3 separate regions of the Zea mays genome follow, and all the other regions are linked to region 1. The links are chromatin contacts, called in public Hi-C maps. All regions are on one chromosome and are shown on one strand. Each heading gives the region's core, a stretch centred on a gene start, on an enhancer-like site or on the middle of the called end of the contact. The rest is flanking DNA. Distances are from core to core; before and after follow the strand shown.

Region 1 (4,977 bases), core at 1,030-3,529:
GCAATCAAAATAACGGGAGACGAAGTGCATGAAACGGATCTGTCACTTACTCGAAAGCAATGCTTCTGGAGCTCTGGAACGGTCTCCTGATGTTCGAATACCTTCCACTTTCATCATATGCAACGCCTTTTCCAAAGCCGTAACCAAAACCTATTCCTATTCCACATCCAGCTCCAGCTCCAAACCCCAATTGTAAACCAGGGAATCCAGCTCCGATGCCTGCACCTGTTAATGATATGCAGAAGTGAGAAATGAACGGAGCAAGAAAACTGGAGATCCAGTATTATGTCAGCCGCCAGATCATCCAGACTAAGATGGGTTCTGCCATTCTAAAAGTGAGAAGAGGCTAACATGCATTCTGCTGTTCCTGCTACACTTGCTGCCCTGCTCCTAATATAGGATCGATTTGAGAATAACAGTGGGACACATGACTAAACACATTATGAAACCCAATTCAATCATGACATCCCTTAATTAGCCGAGAGCTGGGTTTGGTGGGAAGCTTTGTATTCTTGGAGGAAACAACTGTTGATCTCTGAGATACTCCGTCTCAATTTAGCTTGAGAACCTATCTGCACCAGTGGAAGAAGTTCCTTTCTTTTTATCCTCAATCTACTTCCTAAGGTCCACAGAGAGATGCCTACAACGAGAATACTCACACAACTCTCTACTCTGTTCGCCATGACACTCTAGGAAGTCATTGGCACTAGCTAGTTTCCACAAGCCCCTGGATCCACGTAAGGAGGCAGATGATTCTTGTTTGGTGATTGAGGATAACCACCAGAATCAGGGCCAGAACCTGGGGCACACACTACTCCAACGCCCTGCTTTGACGCTTTCGACCGTATAGAATAGGCTCTGTTGAGATTGTGGGGTGATGCTTGCATACAAGCATCAGCTCGTTTAGAGCACAAAAGCAAATAGGAGTATTCTAAGTTAAAAGCACTTTATTACTCCCATAATCTTGATTCAGATGCTTATATGTCATCTAGTAGCCTACTCCAACTTGCTTGGATCTGTAAGTCTTTGTTGTTGTTGCTGCTGCTGCTATCATCTAGTTATTGCAGACTTAAGGATATCCAGAAGTGAATTATCAACTATGGGATGTACTAGGAACCTGAGGCTTGTTTCTAGATGCATGTTTCATCACTAGTGGCTTCTTGATATTAATAACACAACTGTGTTGTGCAACCTAGTGAGGTATTTGGTTTGACGTAAGTCATCAGTCACCACCCCTGATCCCTTTGTGAGTTGTGACCATTTCTAGCTCCAACGCTGACTAGAACCATGGTCGAAGAGGCAAGATGATGCCGGGCACCTGGCTCTGCACTCTGCTATGGGAGAGGATGTTTGAAAGAGGCCACAGCTGCAGCTGCAGCCTGCAGTCGTGGGTACACACAGATTATGCAACCTGCATCTTGCTAGCATATTGATGAACAGTACTCCCTGATACATTGATCAATTACAAAATCTATCCTGGACTCAATGATTTCACCCTCCAATGATGTATAGAGCAATATGCCGTGAAATAGTAGTGATTTCCACCACTGCCACCATGTCACCTAATCCAATGATACGATCCTATCTAAAACAGGCGCATCTGCGCACAACAAGCGTAGATTTCTCCTTCGATCAAAAGAGAAGAATGAGCATGGATTTCGAACCTTTGTTGGCAGTGAGCCGGAGCCCCTACGCGTTCGTCAGTCGTTTGGATTGGCTAGACTGATCCTGAAGAAGAATCAACTACTTCTCGAATCCCGTTCCATATTCACCAACAACACGGGGAAAAGTGATAGTATATCACAACAATTCCAAATTTCGGGTGCTTGAAACTCTAACAGAAAACCAGAAAAAAAACTACACGGCCCTCGGATTAAACATTCCAACCCCGGAAACAAGTATCCCTATCTCAACCGTCAAAACCATCGAGAGCACTCCAGTTCGCCGGTTTGGTAATCGTGCTCCGTGAACTCGTCTATGGCCGCCACACTCGGAGCAGGAAGAGTAAACGTCGGCGAAGGGTACACACCTCCGATGAGGCCGAAGCCAAGACCCACGCCGCAGCCAGCGCCGATGCCGAAGGCAGGGCCCAGTTTGCCGAGCGCATCCGACCTCGCCACGGGGAGGCTCCACACAAGCCCCCTCCTCCTGCCGCCCGACATCTCTCCCCAGTCACTGCCTCGCCGCTTCGTCGTCCGCCCGGCGCCCGCTCGGTGCGCAGTGCGGCCCGCCCTAGCCCCCCACCCTTCAAAGCAAGAGAATGAAGGGAATTAGAGGATAAGTTCCACACCCGACACCTTTCGGGACGAGACTCCCAGTCTCAGGCCGCATCTCGGGCTTCCGGGGCCCGTTCCATGGAACGGGACGGGAGACGAGAGGCCGAAGCCCGAAGGTGCCCCAATTGGCTGCGCGCCGATGGACCCGCAACCCGTGCGCGCGAAGAGACAGCAAGACGACGCATGGTGGGCTAAGGCCCACTCGCCAATTGGCCACTTCTGCTAACAAAACAAGATGAAAGGATATGACCGGCCCCATCGGGCCTCTTCTAATCAAAGCCAGTTCATCGTAAGCCACTAAAAAAAGATCGAAATTCTGTCCTCGCCACTAGAAAAAGCTAACGTGCCTTCTACGCCACTCAGTCTCGTTTGATTGTAACAGCCGTTTTGAGCACATATTTCAGATTTGGTTAAGACTCCCTTCGTAGTTTTTAATTTTTATATCTACAGTTAAATAGATGATGATAAATCACATACACCAAGTATCATATGATTTTATTAATTTTTTAAAGCAAATTTTAATTTGGGATAGAGGGAGTACAAGTTTATTTATATGAAAACAGATTCTTTTAGAGATATGTTTGGTATTAGTCTATGTAAATTTTTATGGGGTTTCTTAACACTCCTCTGAGTAAATATCGCGACTAACTTATGTGTGGTTAAAACTCTAAGAAGTTTGATGAAAAAATAGGGAAAGAGCATACAGTGCCACTCTATATATTATACATGTTGTCTCGTTTTTTTAGACTGTATACATGTTGTCTCGTTAAAAACCATATGTGAGAAACTTAATGTAAACTTATGATAGGAAATACTACAATGGTTATCTTTATAAGAACTAAAACATTTAGGGTTGTATATATTACTATCTTCATAATCGAATAGTAAGGGCTAAAAAATTTAGAGGTGTCTTCCCTCTGAACCTGCAAGTCTCTCAAATGTCCCATCCCTACACCTTGAATATATCTTCTGAAGGTGTCTGTAGGCAAGAATTTAGTGAATAAATTAGTCATGTTATTATAAGACTTGGCTTACATGATTTTTACTCACCCTTATTCTGTAGTTCGTAAGCATAGAAAAAGATTAGGAGGAATACAATTAGTCATACTACTCTTAATATAGCATGTTTCTATTTTTGCAACGCATGTTATATTATTTCATAGATAGTAGTGGGGTATTTGTGGTGTGAAAACCACATATCTTGATTTGTCAAAGCCAAGCACATTCATGTGCGATTTCATACAATATGATTATCTCTAAGATGTTAGTAGACGTCGCTATTAGTGTCTATTTGCTCGATCTCTAGGATACGACAGTACCACCATAGAGAAAAAAACAAAGCCAGACTGAGATCTAGCATTATGGGGATCTCATAGATATTCAACATCTCTATAGCCCATCAAAGTTTAACCCAAATTCTACAAAAAATAGTCCAAGATCTTGAGTGTCTTTGAGGTATTATAGTATAGTCTTAATATATGCCCAATGTCTTATGATTGGGTTTGCACTTTGTCTAGCTAGCAAACTCACTCAAATGTGATATTATACCTAGTGCAAATCACAAGATACATCAGTACTCAAATGGCCCTAAGGTAAAGAACTTTAGGTCCCAATGATTTCTCATCATCGCACTTTGGTCTAAACGAGTCAAGATCCCTTTCAAGGTATCTTATGACCATCAATCTTTAAAGGGTGAGCTTTGTAGTATTATAGCTTTCAATGAAATTCATACTATAGGTCAACTACTATAGAAATATTCCTTCAAAAAAATGCTCGATTTATAAGTACAAGAAAAACTTGGTTTTCCCTAAGCCTTTCATTTCAAACCCTACCTTGAGGTATATGCTAGCCTCCCTAATATACTTTGTGTATCCTATGATATTCAAGTCATCAATATAGACTAAAATTGTTAGTGTTTTGAACCTCGCTCCGACAAGTAAATTTGTGTGCATGTTCTGGGCTCCGAACGGTGTGCGCGGTGGGTATAAGATTTATACCGGTTCGGGCAGAACGTCCCTACATCCAGTCTTCAACGGCTTGTGCTACCGACAACACTGCTGATCAATGCTCGTAGTAGGGGTTACAAGCGGGTGAGAGAGGGAGGAGAGGCTCCCAAGTCTCTTGTTGTGGAGGTGGTTACACTAAGGGCTACAGAGTGGAGTCCTAACTAAGTCTTGGCTTGGCGGGGGGGCTCTAGCCTCTAGGTCCTCGTTGGTGCGTCCTTCTTCCTTCGTCGGTACGTCGTCTTCGCATCTAGGGGTCCGTCTAGGGACTGACCACCTCCTTTTATAGGCTAAGGTGGGGGTCGGCCGACGGTGGCTTCCTCAAGGAGTCGTCAGATGATGGTAAAATCGAGCGTTCTACCACGGGGTGAAGCCACACGTGCCCGTGGGCCCCAAGATTTCCTGGTTGTCTCGTATTCTTTATAGCAGATGGCGTGGGCAGCGTGGGGCCCAAGTGCCATCATTCGAGCTACGCCGACCCCTGGCCTCCATATCATCGGGCTTGGTGCGACTTGTCTTGTTGTGCCCGTCAAGCGGTCTGCACACTCAGTCTTATTCTCGATAGGCCATGAGTGTGTCGCAGGGCAGGGGGCGCGTAGGCCATAAAGGCGTCGCGGTCCAAGGGGTTCGTAGGTCATGAGTGCGCTGTAGCCCGAGGGGCTTGTTGGCCATGAGTGGGAGGTGGACCGGCGCATCTG
Region 2 (4,977 bases), core at 741-3,240, 200 kb before region 1:
TATCAATAATGTTCCTCCCGCCATAGACGCTCTTCCTTCTCACTTATCCATATGCTCCTCCATACATGTATGGGTATCTATATGACGCTCCTCTATATGAATCGTATGGTACCCCTCCATATGATGCTCCAAATGGTGCTCCTCCATTCATTCCATAACTCGTCTGGTACTCCTCACTCATATGGTGCTCGTCTGGTGCATTTAATTCATTTAGTCCATGATCATCAGGTGCATTTGCCATAACATATTTCTTCTTGTACCAAGAATCAATTGTAGTATTTTTTTGGTTTTATGATTACCCTACAAAAATAAATAGTCCTTTCGATTTTTTATTTGAGATTTGTTAGTGTATATTTGAACTATATAGTGTCAAATAAAGAGAAATAGAGGTAGTATTTTTTTAGATTTATTTAAAACACTCGCTAGCTACCTTATAACAGAAACCCAAACAAAAGGAAATTAATAAGAAAAAGCAACGTGATTTAGTACATACAAACTGTAGCAAAAAGGAATGAAAAAAATACTAAACAAAGTAAAGATCTAATTACTTGTTCAAAGAGGCCGAGAGGGTGTCTATAATCTGCAGGCAAGATGTTATGCGCCTGGATGGCTGAATTATAGGCAACAACCCTTTCCATTGTCGTGGCATCACAAGGTTTACAATTTGGAACGGGATTCAGTGAATCTCGGTTATTTTTACCGATTCGTTTCCAAATCTAAAAATAAAAAGTCAAACTTGGTAAAAATGAAATTGTGAACATTAAAAACATAATTATAAACCCTTAGGTGCAATGCAATAGGGTTCGGAAAGGGATTCGAGAAGACTGAAGGCGTCGTACGCCTTTTCCGCATGCTAGCAATACAAGGTTGATTTGCAGTTGCTTCTTGTGTGTATTGACTACATAGGCTAGGGACGGCAACAAGCATGAAACTCACATGTATAGGAATTATAAACATGTACCATGTGGTAAATACTTATCTGCGATGGGTACACTATACATCCCACACCCTCTACCTGTGAGTACATAATTATACATATATTTCACATGCGCGTGCACACACACATATAATGCGGGTACATAGGTTTACAGGCACATGTCCAATTTTTCGTACCCACGAGAAAAAAACAGTCGAGTTAAGAATCAATCCACAGTTCCACACTCGTGTTTGTGGGTATAAATCTACACCTAACCTCACATCCTACAAGATTTTCACCTACATGCATGCGAGTAAAATGTGTCCGTTACCATCCCTAACACATTAGCAGCCTGCTATGCCTTGAGCCCTTAGCCTATGGCTACTATGTAAGGCCCATTAACATGTTGTAGCCAACATATAATGGTGTCTCCAGCAGTTTAACTATCCTGATTTCTATCATATTTTTTATTTTAAATTTTACTTTGTGAATAGTACAATGTACAACGCAATGTGTTGGAGACGGCTTAAGGATTAAGAGATATATTGTGCTGCTTCCTATTTTGTGCAATATATATAACACATATACTTTTAGAATAAGTAGAGGAGTGTTAATTTTTTCTGCTTTGTTGGGGTGAATGCCATATAGCTAATGTGACAATCGATATAGCTGGAAGGTTTAAAATGCGTGATCGCTCGCTCCAGCACATACCTCCCACATGGACACATGGTTGATGGTTGGCACAGCGCTACGTCCGGTCGCCACGTCCCCACCACGCACTGAAGGCTGACGACTGACGTACGGGAGGACCAACTGGAGCCACAGCCACTCGACTGGTGGGTCCCAGTCTCCCAGCCCAGCCGCCCACCGACCACACACCGCCGCCAGGCGGACTTTTCCCGTATATGACCCCACCTGACAGTACTCCATGGCCCCGCGCGCCAGCCTCTAGTGCTTTGGGTTCTCCGCCTCCACCTTTTTTCCGCCCGCTCCCCACCACAAAACCGACAAAAAAACTGACCATTTTTTATTGCAAGGAAAACAAGCACCAGTTTGGCTCGTCTCGGCCTCGGCGCGTGCCCCCGACCCGTTGCTGACCCCGCTCCCCGGTGATCTGATGTCGGCGGCGGCACGCGCGCCACCGCCGCCGCGCGCACTCTACGCGCCGTCGAGAAGAGTCCCTTTCGGTGCCGTGATCCTATCCGCGCCGCGACCCGGGGCTAGGGTTCGCGCGGCGCGGCCTCGCGAGGTACGGCTCTGCGTTCGCTCCGGATGCCCAGAATCATTCTGCGTTCCGTTTAGTCGTCGTGGTCGATGCTGTAGGAGCTAGTGCCTGGCGGGGTTATGGGTGCTACCGCCTCGCGTTGCTGGTTTCGAGCTAAACGCGAGGTTTTGGTGCAATTTTGAAGGTGTGAGGTGGCGGGTGTTGGATTAGCTATCGGCCTAATGCAGATGCAATTGGGTCGCTTCGCTGTACAATCCTATTGCTATTCAAGCAAACAAACTGTTTGTTGATGTGTTTCTTTCATTTTGGCAGCTGTTTTTTTATTTGATAGCATGGATTGCCTCGATTTCATTAGTCGCTATGACTGTCCTCAAATCTTATATTTGTCACCTAGAGGCACTATAATGAAGGAAATTTTGGGGTAATTGAACTGATAATCATGGACTCACAAATAATTAAATTGCTTCTATGGCTGTACTAGTGATAGTGACTAGTCATTAGTTTCTTCTGTCGCAAATTTATGTGTTTGCTGTACTAGTAATCACTGTAGTTTATTTAGTTGTAAGGAGGGATCTAAGCAGCAAATCATTTCTTACTTTGACTATAACTAAATATTTCAGGTCCCACGTTTATTCATATTTACTAGTTCTACTATTTTTCTGTCTTGCTACTTTTAGTATTAAAAACAGAGAACAAAAAAGCAATCGGAGGGAGATCTGGAACTTAAACTAGGGTTGTTATGAAGAGATTACAACATTGAAGATCACATTAATTGAATATTAGCTTGCCTGCTTGATGGCATCTGCTAGTGCAGCTGTCCAAATCCGTTTGTTTTATGTATCATCAGCAGAAATCTCAACATCTTGCTGGGATTGTACCTTTTGGTTTCAGGGGAATGTTCATAACCATTGCCTGCTGACATCGTCTAGTCTGAATTCAAGTTCTTTGCTATGTCCTCCATGCAATTGTGCTCAAATGGCTTTGGCCGACACAAGAATTGCTTACCAGCCTGAAGTCGACAAGCATGCTGGAGTTCTGGTATGGAAGCTTTGATACTATTTTTTGTACGGGATGAGTCCTCTTCCCTTGTCCTGACAAATGTTTTGTATTCATCTGCAGGCCTATGAACTGGTTCAAGGGAATCTTGTAAGTTTTGCATTCACGCAAATTATCTGTCATTAGTTGTAAAACTAGCTTGATTTTGATTTTTTTGTCCAATCGACATAAATCAAATTCAACACTTTAACTTCAGGTTCAGTGGAATTCATTTATGGACAAATCAATACCTGATCCACCAACAGCTGTTCTTCTTCATGGCATCCTTGGGAGCAGGAAAAACTGGGGTAAATGAGGAGTCCTCAATGTGTCTGTAATTTGTCTTAATATTTGTATTGGCCCATTTTGTATTTTGTTATAGGTTTGAAGTTGAGTAACATACTTGATTTTTTTATATTTTGGTTGTGAACCACATGACTAACAAAGTAACAAACAAATTGTCTGTGAAGGATCTTTTGCGAAGAGATTGGCTCAGGAATTCCCAATGTGGCAGGTCATTATATCTATCATTCTGATGGTGGCCTGAATTACTCTACAATGCATATCATATATGAAAAATGATTGACATTTATGGTTTCTCTTTATGAAGTTCCTCTTGGTTGATTTGCGCTGCCATGGCGACTCAACATCAATTAAGAAGAGTGGACCACACACTGTTGCCTCAACTGCTCTTGATGTTCTAAAGCTGGTTTGTAGCTTTTTGCGTCAGCTATTTATGTCTTCGCTCTTTGGCTTCTCATTCTTTTCAATCTTCATTTTTATCAATAGAACTAGAAGTGTAGCTTGTTTGAAAATGAACTCTATCTGTGTCCAACGTGCTTGCACAATATCTGCATATTCATCTTATTGCAAATCTAGCTTTATGCATTTGGAGACAAGCCTAACTCTTCATGTTAGGTTACATGCATCAGCGTCATATGACAAAATGCATTATTTGAGGTTCCTGTAATCTAATAGTCATCACTATGAAGTAAATGACGAAGTGATTTGGTGGCATGGCACACACCTTTTTCAAAACTTCTTTATTATATTTGGTGCTATTTGTTGTTTCTTGGTTGTTCACTCCTTTAGCTGACTTATATTTTGCTCCATCAAAATCCAACAGATAATGCAGCTCAGGCTAACCCCTCGGGTTTTGGTTGGTCACAGCTTTGGTGGAAAAGGTTTTTATTAATATATGTCTTTACCGTTTTGAAATGTTATGCTTTACAACAAAAGTAATTAAAATGGATATTGGTACTCACATATGAGCTTTGCAGTGGCCTTGAGTATGGTAGAACAAGCTGCAAAACCACTTGCTCGTCCTGTTAGAGTGAGCTCTACTTCTTGTTTTGAATGTTGTTGGTGTAATTGAAATATGTTTGCATTGATTAGTTCTTCTCTGTTATGCTTATTTTCTTGATATTCTGTTTCTTAAAAGGTATGGGTTCTTGATGCTACTCCTGGCAAAGTTCGGGCCGGGGGAGATGGTGAAGATCACCCTGCTGAACTTATTGAATTTCTCAGAAGAATGCCTGAGCAGGTTGGACTCTAAGACATATCTTAAAAACTTTACTGAGTAATACATTTTGGTGCCCTGTCACAGCTTCAGGACTCATTTTTATTTTACATTTTATTGTTGAAATTTAGGTTTCTTCAAAACAGGAGGTTGTTGATGCTCTTGTTAAAGGACAATTTTCTATGGACGTTGCACGGGTATGGTTAACAGCTTATTGAGATGCCCTTTCAGGCTACTCTATCTTGTTGTCTCCAATGAAACAGCAGCCAACAGATATTCCTT
Region 3 (4,977 bases), core at 1,298-3,797, 140 kb after region 1:
CACCAGCTTCATTTCTTGCCATACAACCTCTGCTTTTGGTATGAACATCTGGTATCTTAATTATAGGACGAGAGATACATGGTAACATATAACCCAACAAAGGATAAAGTATATGCTTTGCTCAAGGACCAGGCAAAATCAGACGACATTATTAAAGCTGCTTTCCATGTAAGCATTTGTTTCTCAGTGCGATGTAATTGGTATATGTGTTTTGGTTTTTTTACCCATATGCTCAATGTGTTTCTGCTGTACAGGCTCATGTGCTATTGCATTTTATTAATGCATCACATGCTCGGAGACTGAAGCAGAAGCAGAAGCAGGCAAACCCTGACCGATCAGAGTATCTGTACTCTAGAAACATGGATTTCCTGGCACACATCGCTGAATCTTGCAAAATAGTTTCCTCATCATATGGAACATTCAAGAAGAAAGCTAGGGAACAGGTAAAAACTCCCCGTCTTCATGATAAATGCACATGTCCATTATATATGTTAGTTCTGACAGTGACAACCAACCACATTGTGTTTTGTGTTTCAGGGTTGGATAATGTCAGAATCTCTGCTCAACCCTGGCAAGGCTCGATTATGTGCAGCAAAACCACAATGAATGTACTGTTTCAGTTTAGTATCGATGAGATGATACCAATCTCATGTTTGTAAGACCAACTTTTCTAACGAGACGGGATGGCTAAGTTCTTAGGAGCTGAACTAACATATGTTGGTGCCTAGCACTAGGCGTGAACCTTTGATCTGAAGCTTGCCAAATTCCAGGAAGAGGAAGAGTTTTACGATTTGTAAGTTCCATCTCTTTCGTGTCTATGCGTTGTAGGGTGCACTTCTAGTTTCTGATCGTTTTTGTGTTTGAAATTATGGGCATATAAACAGGAAGAATGCCTGAACATGTAATAAAACATGCAGTGGATAAGTGGTGCGCTGGTTCGCGACTCGCGAGTAAAGGGCTCAACGAGGGTGACTTCAAACTTCTAACTGCAGAGACTAGAGCTTGTATTTATGTTTGCTGCGGTATCAGATTTGGTGTAGCCATTCCTGATGTAACCTGTTTCCCTTCCGTGTTGGTCGGCTGCGGGGCTTCTTGTTTGGAAGTCTTTGGAGTTGCTACGTTTTTTACCCGCCACTTGGCCGACTTGTGGCACTTGAGTGTTCATCTCCTTGGCTTCTAGACCCCGTTAGAGCATCACCAGCAGCTGCGGGAGATGCTCTTAGCAAGTTCCAGTTTATCAGTGAAGAGTCAATCACTGATGTCGTCCATAGCTCCTTCAAACCTTGTACATACATGATCGGTAATAACTGCAAGCCTTCTTTCTGTTGATATGGCGTGCTGGTGTGGACCTGTAGTATGGTATCCACTGCTGTGTTATTGTGTATGCTCTTTTTTACAAAAAAAAGAAGAAGTTATTGTTGTGTATTTGTGTTTGTCAGATGAGTGAGCCCCACCGTTACTGATCAGTGTGTGTCGGTACTGATTAGTGTATTTGTGTTTCTTACATGCATGCTGAGGAAAGTACGCCGAAGTTTCTGTTATAGTCTACTCAGTGGTAACGAGATTGAGAGAGAGACAAAATGACAGAACCGTTGTCTTTATTGCAGAGTGTCATGTATTTATACAGGGAATATAAAGTCTCCCAAGGGGTGTGTCCCTTGGGATAAACTGCCAGTTGATCACAGGACAATATTTTGTAACAGTTTCACAACAAAACGGTTCTTCTCAGTCAGTCAGGTTTTGATGATGACGCTGGATGCATTTTTTTTACGTTTGAATGCGGGTGCATCTTCTTACCATTGGCACCATGCTTTTGACGACCCACGGAGAGCGCCAACGTGGACCTCGCCGAATTCCGTCACAAGTGGAAAGAAATTCGACCATAATATAATAACGAATAGTAATGGTATGTATATCTCATAAGTTCAAAAATATAATAATATGGATTCAAATAACCCTAACAAAAATACTTCATTCGGCTTTTCTAAACTATTTGTTTAACCAGTTGTTACATCAGTTTAAAGTTATAGATTGTTTCTAACTATATAGCTATACGTAACATATATTTATTCTGTCCCCAAATAAATCAATTCCCAGAATTCGAAGTCCGTGCAAGTTGTCTTAAATTTGACTATAGTATAAAATAAGTATACTATAAAAGATATATTCTATGATATACTCCCCTTCGTTCCAAAATTATAATCGTTTTAGCTCTAAATTTTTGTCTATATTCAACTAGATAATAATAAATATAGAGATATATATAGAACACATACTTTAAGTATGGTATTATATGAATCTACTATAATATTAAAACGAATTTTATTTTGTAACGAAAAAAGTATATGATAATATCAATTTGATGTAATAAAATTTGAAGGATATTTCTACAAACTTGACCGAAAATTTAGAAACAACTCCAAAAATTTGTTTATTCAGAGATAGTGAATATTCCTACATTCTACGGAGCACATACTTGAGAGTAGAGCCATGTGACGGGAAATGTGGACGGCGTGGATTGACCAGACTGCGTAGCACACAGGCGAGGCGATACTGCAGTCTCCGCGTCCATTCCGGCCGGGCGTCCAGACGTCCACCCTTTCTCGCTTCTCAGACCATCGTCACCATCCCTCCCCTCGGCCTCGCGTTCGCAGCGGTCAGCGCCTCCGAGATGGAGCTCCACCTCTGCCTCCGTCTCCACGTGCGCCTCACTCCTGCCGCGAAGCCACCGCCGGCGCCCGCGGTGCTTCCAGTTCCAGCCTCCCGCCGCCTTCGGATGGGTAACGATTGATTTAGCCACTTCCTCCGTTTGTTTAGGAGTTCGCTCCGTCCAAATGCCGGGCCACTCGCAGCCATCTGTGTGAAAAAATCGCAGCGAATTCCGATTGGATTGCTCGTAGATGCTGCTACACTGAGAGAGACCTTCATCTTGCTGCGGCTTGTGGTCAGGTGGAAGCTACGGGGTTGCTCTTAGGCGGCACACAAGGCGTTCGAATCGGGCAATCCACACTTCCCTAGCCGACGGCGAGCAGGTGCGGTGGCTATCCGTAGCCGCGGGGCTCGTGCGCTGTTGACTAAGAGGGGAGCCACTGACTGACATGAAGCTTTTTTCGCCAGGGTGTCGCTGTCGACGCTGTGAAGGAGAGGAGCGTCTCGGTGATCCTGTTGTCTGGAGGCCAGGGAAAGAGAATGGGGGTATGGGTATCATGTCTTTTCTGCTTCAAACTTGTGTTCATTTTTTTTTTGTCGCAACAGTGCAAGGACATTCTTAGTTATTGTGCGTTGGTTTGGGTTAGGGTCACCAGTTTGACCATTTTGGGGACAATAAGGTCATCATAACTTTTCAGTTCTTCAAGTCACTGATAATGGGGCCTTTTAACAACACTACTTTAAAGTTGCAAGAAACATAATGCGTCGAGGTTGTGCACTCTATTAAACAAATGTATTGAGTTAAGAAAGAAAATGTTATTATTGTTGCTATCAATGTCGACGAATTGCAATGAAATGTTTTACTGGGCACTGTAAAAATATCTGCATTGGTTACCTGCGAACATAGTGTCCTTCCAATGCATGATCGCTGTCTAAATTTTGCCCATCTTTTTTTAACAGGCAAGTATGCCAAAGCAGTATCTACCTCTACTGGGACTACCAATTGCATTGCACAGGTTACTCTCTCTAGCATAAAAGATTTCGAACTCATCAAGTCAGCAAGGTTATGTAGGCACAGGCATGCTTACATTCTGTGTGCAGTTTAAAAACATTCTGTCAACTGAAGGAAGTCAAAGAAGTCGTGGTGGTGTGTGATCCAGACTACATTGATGTATTTGAAGGTAGCAATATTTTGCACTCATTTTATTTGATGTATTAGACAGCTTCTGTGACGATATTGAAACCATGATAGATTGGTGGCTATGCGTGAGTTGTCTTAAATTATTATCCGTCTCCATAGGTTCTATTAAGAACTTGCAACTACCTCTTAAATTTGCACGCCCGGGAAAAGAGAGACAGGACTCCGTTTTTAATGGACTTCAGGTCAGTGGCAAATCAATTGTATGTATTGCTCCATATGCTCCTGTGCATAAATATCGTAGAGATCCTGTGTGTTGTTTGTTTGCAGGAAATTGATGGGGATTCGGAACTAGTTTGTGTCCATGATTCTGCAAGGCCCTTAGTTTCTTCTGAAGATGTAAAAAAGGTTACTCCTATTGTCCATGATGCAGCATGATTATATCATCGTATGTCTAATCAGATTGTTGCTATAGCTTGTCCTTTCATTGGAAGCACTGAAATACTCTCCCCTGCAATTCACAACTTATATTTACTGCAGATCTACTACACATTTACTGCTTAAAATATTGCCAAATAACTGGTCCAGCTTTGTCATTTTTTCGCTATCCTGAAAGCTATTTTTTTATATTTCACATTAAGTGTATGTCAGGAGTATCTTGTTTAATCTGCTATTTTTTTATATTTCACATTAAGTGTATGTCCTGAAAGCTACAAGTTTTTTGTGCTTTTTAGAGGAGTTTGTTCAAGCAATATTATTGATTTTGAGGTTTGGTTTTACTGACTAGGTCTTAGAAGATGCTGCAGTACATGGAGCAGCTGTTCTTGGTGTGCCTGTTAAAGCTACAATAAAGGAGGTGAGTTTTTAACTTTTTATGCCATCAAGACAATGTATCAACATGATTTTGCAAATAGAATTACCCATCAATCTTATGCTTACCTTTTGCTGGGTAACTACCATCCACATAATAGCATTCTGAACGGAATATAACATTCCTTTCCACTTATATCGTCTTCAGGCCAATAGTGATTCTTTTGTCATAAAAACTCTTGACCGGAAAACTCTATGGGAAATGCAAACTCCACAGGTAATCATACTATTACCTTTTTCTGTATTTCTTGTTTATTCCTGTTCCCACGGACAAAAAAGGTTATTTTGTTTTGTTTCTTTTTTGAGGAACCACCACGTTA

Evidence for each region. Hi-C and Micro-C count contacts between places; a contact is called where the count stands out from the background.
Region 2: a contact with region 1 is called in a Hi-C map of tassel, with 2.4 times the contacts expected there. The contact joins the promoter of LOC100381431 here to the promoter of LOC100278545 in region 1. A contact is called at or near these places in 3 of 25 Hi-C or Micro-C datasets (ear, endosperm and tassel).
Region 3: a contact with region 1 is called in a Hi-C map of leaf, with 3 times the contacts expected there. The contact joins the promoter of LOC100272499 here to the promoter of LOC100278545 in region 1. A contact is called at or near these places in 2 of 25 Hi-C or Micro-C datasets (ear and leaf).

Annotation. Positions count from the first base shown.
Region 1 is chr3:174,880,657-174,885,633 of Zm-B73-REFERENCE-NAM-5.0, reverse strand. It overlaps LOC100278545, which reads right to left and starts at 2,279. Exons shown (of 3, transcript NM_001151785.2): 1 at 2,030-2,279; 2 at 51-225. The coding sequence starts at 2,162.
Region 2 is chr3:175,077,057-175,082,033 of Zm-B73-REFERENCE-NAM-5.0, reverse strand. LOC100381431 (alpha/beta-Hydrolases superfamily protein) reads left to right here and starts at 1,990. Exons shown (of 13, transcript NM_001174272.1): 1 at 1,990-2,165; 2 at 3,033-3,179; 3 at 3,261-3,287; 4 at 3,394-3,484; 5 at 3,647-3,690; 6 at 3,787-3,885; 7 at 4,303-4,360; 8 at 4,457-4,509; 9 at 4,618-4,719; 10 at 4,827-4,892. The coding sequence starts at 2,034.
Region 3 is chr3:174,741,805-174,746,781 of Zm-B73-REFERENCE-NAM-5.0, reverse strand. It overlaps LOC100272499, which reads left to right and starts at 2,547. Exons shown (of 12, transcript NM_001146968.1): 1 at 2,547-2,780; 2 at 2,950-3,032; 3 at 3,118-3,195; 4 at 3,610-3,665; 5 at 3,751-3,830; 6 at 3,950-4,032; 7 at 4,118-4,195; 8 at 4,575-4,643; 9 at 4,806-4,874. The coding sequence starts at 2,672. It overlaps LOC100277253, which reads left to right. Exons shown (of 13, transcript NM_001150876.2): 11 at 67-168; 12 at 255-443; 13 at 538-798. The coding sequence ends at 606.